2 separate regions of the Zea mays genome follow, and region 2 is linked to region 1. Evidence: chromatin contacts called from public Hi-C data. All regions are on one chromosome and are shown on one strand. The core of a region is the stretch at or near the end of the contact, and the rest is flanking DNA. Distances in the headings are between cores, read along the strand shown. Region 1 holds the start of LOC100193894. Region 2 has its middle 63 kb from the start of LOC103631839.

Region 1 (3,869 bases), core at 1,306-3,805:
CCTCCTATCAACATGAAAACTACTTACAACCTCCTAGAGCAAGCTAATAATATAGCCAAATACTGGCTGCAAGGATCGTTGTAGCCAATCTCTTATCCCATTTATATAATAGTTAACTCTTCACTATTAATGTAAAATCCTTTTTTTCTCGTGTCTAAGCCAGCTGTAAGATAACAACCCGCTTCTTTCCTATTTTTTTCTCTCCTCCAATTTAGCATTTTGCTTTCTTATAGCCTATTATTATACTTACTCTTATTACTCGAGATGAAATGACTTTGAGTGCTCCTTTTTATTAGCTTTAGTTGTCATTTCCAAGAGCCATGTCCGATTAATTACTACATACATGCAGTGGCAAGTGGTTGGCTCCATATAACTGCATGGAGCGATTTAGCATGTGTTTAGTTTGGCGAAAGATGGGGATTAGATAAGTTTCATATGTTTGTACTAAGTTGTAACGGTGGTGGTTCACGGTGTTAAAAACGCCTTCATTATCCATTTCAATCACTGCTACCAAACAACAGATGGGGACGAACCTATCCCCACAACCAAACATTAGAACCGAAGTCTCATCCAAAAAATAATAACAAAGTCGTCCCATCCCACGTTATCCTAAACCAAACACACTCCTAAACCAAACACACGCTTAAATTTAGGCAACGCTCCCCTTTGTATGGTCCACAAGGTAAAATGGCGTTCTCTGTGGTGCATTTTATGAACGTTAAGTATCAATCTTTGCGACATGGAGTTCTCAATATCCATAGATTCACTCATGCAATATTACAGTTTGTTGTGACACTACTGACTGCTGTATAAGATAATAATAGATAGATATCTCTTATCCCCAAATAAATCTAATTGATTAAATAGATAGATACCTCTTGTCCCTAATAAAAAAGTATTCTATCCGTTCTCGAATATTTATCGTGCACTAGTTTGTTTTTAAACTAAAACGCGATAAATAAAAAACAGAGAGAGTATTTCTTTTAAATTTAACTATATATATAACAATATTTATGGTGTCAAATAAGTGACATTAAATCTTTAAAATATACATATACGGTGTTATAATTGTCGTCATTTTTATTAAATTATGTCAAACTGTGGAGTGTATGCCTAAATGCAGAGTTAGAGATTTAGGTGAGGGTTTTATTACCCACCTCCTAAACTTTATTTTAATTTCTAAAACACGAAACGGAGTGATTAAAATAAGTCTTGCAAATAGGATTTCTAGGGACTAAAGTTTAGTTCCTAAAGTTTAAGAAGATGACTAAAAGAACAAAACACCATTAGAGCCTTAGAGCATCTCCACGGGACTCTCTATTTTTTACTCTCTATTTATCTCTCCATAAAGATTAAAGTCTATATATAGCATATCAATCCAACACTCTTCGATATGCAAGTTAGTTTGGTTAGCCCGTGTGATTAGCCATGTTTGGCTAAGATCGTCTCCAACAGTTCACCCATATGATCACACAAAACACTATTTTAGATTGTTTTTGTGTTGTAGACTGCATTGTTCAAATAATGGATTTTGAATATAGAGATGAGAATGGGTAAGCTCAGGGCCGGCTCATGGTTTTGAAAGGCCCTAGGCCAATCTTCGTATCACTAAAAATATACTTGAATAAAAAAAATATAAGAGCTAGTTTGACAATCTCATTTTTTCAAAAGATTTCTATTTTTTCATGGAAAATTAATTTATTTTTCCTCGGAAAAATAGGAATTAGAGTTGCTAAACTAGCCCTAAAAGTAATAAATATAATAATATAATCATTGTGAATACCTCAAACCGGTAAAAAATACACCTCATTTAATACTACATAATGTCTCTAAAACAACTAATTGAGGCTATATGGTCAATAAAATCTGATATGCAATACAAACATTTAGGTAATAATATGCAATTACAATGAACCGAAGAATCTCCTATGCTGACGTCAATTCATTTGATGAAGTTACTTGCAATTTCTCTTGTAATATCAATGGTATGAGAAAAGCTTTCATCTCTATATATTAATATATATTATATATAAATTTTTTAGGCCTCTTGATTTGAGAGGCCCTATGTGGTCGCCCCTCTCCCGTATCGCTAGAGTAGCCTAAAAATGATTAATTTGGAGAGTCAGATAGCTTGACTAGTTAGATGACTAATCTGTTAAAAATTATTTTATGATTAAATAACTAAAATTTAGCTTAACAAGTTATTTAGCTAGTCTCTTCTGTGCTCTTAGAGTTGTACGATTTTTTAAGTCCATTGTACTTTGCAATAACAGAGATAGGCAAGGACGGGCTATAAATAAAATTCTAGAAGGAGCTGCAGGGGAGTCAACGACGGCAAGCTGAAAGCATCTTCCCTTCAAGGACGCCTAATCGCGGAGCGGCGGATCAACCCAAATGGCTCCTCCTACGGAAAACACCGCTGTCAAGGAAGAAGAAAAAGATGAAAGAAAGGGAACGGGAGACGAGACTTGTAACTGTAGAGGACGAAGCCCTTAGCTCTGGGCATTATATATACATATCCACTCCTGCTCTGGTCTCTCGCAACCACCGTGCGCGCATCAACTCGGCACAACCGGTGAGTCTTCTGCATCTTCGATGGAGAACCAGGGACCCAAACCCATCCGATGCAAAGGTGCGCAGCTGGATCAGCTATGGAGCTCTGCTCTGCCGCACCAGTTTCGATTTCGCTGCCTCGTCTTTCTCCCATCGTTAGGACACTATAAATTTAATAATCGAATCGGATTAGAATCAAGCTTCATTTTCTATTCAATTTTAAAGTAAAATCAATTAAAGGCTCTAATTTGCTGTATCCCTACCCGTCTCGTCGGACTTAGTCCCAGCTAATCGGCTTCCCTTTCCGGCGACGCGCAGCGGCCGTGTGCAGGGCCGCCGGCGAGCCGCTGGCCATCGAGGAGGTCGTCGTTGACACGCCCAAGGCGCACGAGGTCAGGATACGGATCATCTGCACGTCGCTCTGCCACAGCGACGTCACGTTCTGGCGCATGAAGGTTTGGCTTCTTCTTCTTTGTCGTCCGTTCCTGCAATTGCCGGCCTTCCACCTTCTGGCCCTCGTCGCCGGAGCGTACACCGCCTCGCAAGCGTGCTATACTTCCTTTGTTTGTGTGGTTTTGCAGGATCTCCCTGACAATATCCCCAGAATATTTGGCCACGAAGCCTTCGGGTGAGTGCTCGCTAGTCGCTACACAGTTCCTTCAGCACATTTTGTTCTATTGTTCACTCAATTTTAATAGCATTCGTCGAAAAGAGATTGCATATATATAATAAAAAATCTCAGAAAAATATAGATAGAAAAATATAGATGTACTTTCTTATGTACTCTATTAATATATTAATGTTACGATCCGCGGAATAGTTTGGATGATCCACGATCAAATTAGCTTGGACGAGAGTATTTATCACGTGCAGGTAATACTAACCTATCTGCAGGAATCTATTAGATCTCGTCTAAAAACAGGTTCAGACCTCCCCTATAAATATAAACTGGTACGTCCGATTGAGAGCACTGAACACAATCTAATTAAACAAATTCATTTACCTTATTTATCATTCATGTCTTATGAGTAGGTGTAGTGTAACTTTAGTTGTACTTTCCACGTATCAATCTTCACCTCGATTCGACTCTATGTCGTCTAGAGACATCTTGGATGACCTGTTGACCCCAAGATTCACTAGGATCTTTCCCTGACGATGCTCCTCTCGAGGCGAGATCCAGGTTCTGTAGGAGGCTCTCTTCGTCATCATGGACGGTTCGTTGCCTACTCGTGAAAGGCCCGGTGACCTACCGCAAACCGTCCAGCACCTCGCAGAGCCGAACCCACGGTCATGCACATCACGTGAAGGTTAGTGTT
Region 2 (3,924 bases), core at 624-3,123, 130 kb before region 1:
TTAACTGATCTCCTCAAGAAGCACACATCATTTGTTTGGAAACCGACACACCAACATGCTTTTGACACATTAAAGCAAGCTTTAATCTCGGCTCCGGTACTGGCATTACCTGATTTTTCTCTCCCATTTTGCATTTACACCGATGCTTGCAAAACAGGCATTGGAGCAGTCCTTATGCAGAATGGCCATCCACTTGCATTTTTGAGCAAAGCACTGGCGCTAAAAACCAGGGATTATCTACATATGAGAAAGAGTATCTAGCGATATTCATGGTTGTTACCCAGTGGAGAGTTTATTTGCAGTTGGCTGAGTTTCACATTTACACAGATCATCAAAATCTCACACAGCTGAACGAGCAACATCTCCATACGGTATGGCAACATAAATTATACACCAAACTTGCAGGGCTGTAGTACCATATTATCTATAAAAAGGGCACAGATAATCTGGCAGCCAACGCATTATCCAAAGTACCAGCTTCAGCACAGCTCAGTAATATTTCTCAGTGCACTCCTACTTGGCTGCAGGAGGTACTCTAGGGATATCAGAATGATGAGCAAGCACAGCAACTGCTAACTCAGCTGGCTGTAACACCAACCTGTCCCACTTCGTCGTTCTCTCTCTCACAAGGAATCATCCGTTATAAGGGCCAAGTGTGGCTGGGAAACAATAGTGTTGTGCAATCCAAGGTTATTTCAGCAATGCACGATTCAGCGCTTGGTGGACATTCGGGTTTTCCGGTAACATATCGTTGCATTAAACAACTGTTTTACTGGAAGGGCATGAAACATGACATTCACCAGTACGTCCAATCTTGCAGCACCTGTCAACAGGCCAAACCGGATAGATCTCACTACCTAGGACTGTTGGCACCTCTTCCCATTCCGCCTCATGTGTGGCATTCTATTTCTATGGACTTTATAGAAGGACTTCCCAAGTCTGGATTGATGGACTGCATTCTCGTGGTCGTGGATCGTTTCTCCAAGTATAGTCACTTTCTCGCTCTGTCACATCCTTTTTCAGCAACCAAGGTGGCCAAATTATTTCTGGACCATATATACAAGTTGCATGGAATGCCCGACAACATTGTATCCGATCGCGATCGAGTATTCACCAGTACATTTTGGCAGCAATTATTCCATCTCACGGGGGCTCAGTTGTGCATGAGTTCAGCGTATCACCCCTAATCTGACGGTCAGACGGAACGGGTAAATCAATGCATCGAGACATATATTTGCGATGTTTTGTGCACGCGTGTCCAAACAAATGGTTTCAGTGGCTTCCGGTGGCAGAATTCTGGTACAACACTAACTTTCATTCCGCCATAGCCAGATCACCTTTCGAAGTGTTATATGGACATACACCTAGGCATTTTGGACTCCAGATCGGTTTAGCAGTTGCAACTCCTGATTTGGCGACATGGCTCCAAGAGAGGGAAATGGTGTCCAATCTGGTGAAACAACATTTGTACAGAGCACAAGCACGAATGAAGAAGCAAGCCGACAAGCACAGATCAGAAAGGGAGTTCTAGGTGGGAGATCAAGTTTATCTTAAACTGCAGCCATATGTTCAATCATCTGTGACTACCAGAGCAAATCAGAAGTTGGCCTTCAGGTTTTTTGGACCATACATAGTGCTTCAACGTGTCAGCCCCGTGGCATACAAATTACAGCTGCCAGCATCCTCCCAGATCCACCCACTATTCCATGTGTCCCAGCTTAAGGCTGCCCTCGGCCGTCAGCAAGTGGCCGTCCAGAATCTACAATCGACAACAGATTCAATGCAGGTGCCCATGCAGATCCTGCAGCGCCGGATGATTCAACGTGGAGGACTGACGGTGGCGCAAGTGAAAGTCACCTGGTCCGACCTGGATCCGGCTCTGGCCACCTGGGAGGACACAACCGCATTGAAGGAGCGTTTCCCGTGCGCGCCGGCTTGGGGACAAGCAGCGCCTCAAGGGAGGGGGAATGTCAAACCAGCACTTCAAGAGGAGGCAGCAGGTCGGGAAGAGAAGCAAGCCAAGCAAGCATCGATGTCAACCACGCAGGAACATGGAGAAGACGACGGCCAGGCGCGACCCCGTCATGAAAGGCGAGAAAACACCCGTGTCATTGGGCCCGATTGGGTCATGTAATTCGTGCTGGGCCAAGCCTGTTTGTAAGCCTTAAAAGGTAATCGTGACAACATAACCGGATATCAAAGAATTAAGAGAATAGAACACTACGGTCGCGGTAGCCGTCGCCGTTCCTATCTTCTTCTTCCAGTGATTCCCCTATCTACTTCTCCGCTCCCTTCACCTGCTGCTAACACCATCCTTGTGCCTGCCGGTGTTGTAGGAGCTCCTGTTCGGCGAGGGCTTCATGCGGTCGGCCCTGGGCAATCTAATACCGACATGCCGATCCTCGCGGAGAAATGCACGACGAGACGAACGACGACCTGGAGCTGGACTGGTGGTTACGCACCAAGGGGTTGTTTACTTGCAACCGCTTAGACCTTGCTCGGCACTTTGGCATTTTTCCATATGTTAGTTTTTCTTTCTACATAGATTGGATGAGTCCAAGCCTTTCACCCAATTCTTTGTGAAACTAAATCCCAAAAGCTAACCAACCGATGTTTGTTCGTTTATTTCATATGAATTATACCCAAAACCCAAACAACTATGTCTATTCGTTTATTCCATGTGGATTAAATCCCAAATTTAAATACCAACAAAAGCCAATAAAATCAATAAAATTGAAGTATACAACATGTCATCTCTCCAGAAATTTAAGCATAGAATATGCCATTTCTCCAGAAATTTAAGCATGACATACAATTCTCCATACATATATTTTTGTTCAAAAATTTAAGTATATAATAGACTGAGTATGAGATATATTTTGTCCAGAAATTTAAGCATGTCATACAAGTCTTGCAACAACATTCCTTCAGGTTCTATTACATGTTAAGTCCAAACATAAAGAAATGCAACATATATATAGCTCATATTGGCACATGCAGACTCAGACCGCTGTGCAGGGCTCTGTTTCCATATGACCAGTATTCCCCGTCTGCAAAGTTTAATTAAGGAATCAAAAGCATAAATCACACACATAAAGAATTGAAATTTAAAATGGACGCTTATTAACAGCAGCAACAACAAAAACTCACCAACTGCAGGGAACCAAGTACAACTACTCCTAGCCATGGGATTACAACGTCTCTCTCAAACAATACAAATACAATGCCCCCAATGTATTCATTCCCTATGTTTAGCATTTTAGGTACTAAAAAGAACTAAAATGAATTGACTAAAAATTAGTTCCTAAAAATCAAACACCCCTAAACTGATACTTTATATTAGTAAATATTATATATGTTCTATGATTTAAAACGATGACTTTAGCCTATTTGGTGCAATTTCCATACGTCCTATACATGCTATGTAAACTGTGGATGGTTTGGAAAACGACAAGTGAGGTACTTCTTCTATTCTAAATTACAAGTAATTTTATTTTTTAGGTACAAAGTTTTTCTATGACTTTAGATATAGTGTGTAGCTAGGTATATAAAAGCTTTGTACTTAGAAAAGAAAATGATTTATGACTTAGAAGGGATATAGTACTTTATGGGCAAAGTGTAATCTTATTCAAAATATTTTGAGGAAATATCAAAAATATTTTTTAGGAAAAATGCTGGTCAAGCTATGTTTAAATACTCAAAACTATTTTACATAAAAAATGTATATGTGTTTTTGCTTCAATCTCTTTGGACATTCTGGTTTCTATATATATAAGTTTTGTCGTTTGTGGTGGACAAGCTATGGGCACTTGGTAATAGTGCAGCTTGAGTTTTGTCTCAACTCTCAGGGCTGGTTTGGTGAGGGGATCCATGTGGAGGAAACAGATGGGGAGGAAACCGTTCCCTCCCCATGGATCCCCTCCA

What was found. A called contact is a pair of places that touch in the nucleus more often than the background predicts.
Region 2: a contact with region 1 is called in a Hi-C map of root tip, with 4 times the contacts expected there. The contact joins the enhancer-like site here to the promoter of LOC100193894 in region 1. A contact is called at or near these places in 4 of 25 Hi-C or Micro-C datasets (bundle sheath, leaf, root tip and 1 more).

The regions. Positions count from the first base shown.
Region 1 is chr1:19,540,502-19,544,370 of Zm-B73-REFERENCE-NAM-5.0, reverse strand. It overlaps LOC100193894, which reads left to right and starts at 2,555. Exons shown (of 10, transcript NM_001138969.1): 1 at 2,555-2,632; 2 at 2,872-3,008; 3 at 3,135-3,181. The coding sequence starts at 2,596.
Region 2 is chr1:19,669,055-19,672,978 of Zm-B73-REFERENCE-NAM-5.0, reverse strand. No RefSeq gene overlaps it. Among protein-coding and RNA genes, the nearest start is that of LOC103631839, 63 kb to the left of the region's middle. Within about 2 kb of position 1,873, at least 3 of the 20 cell types and tissues checked have an H3K27ac peak or open chromatin away from gene starts, as enhancers often do. A contact at or near this core is called in root tip, where this site is marked.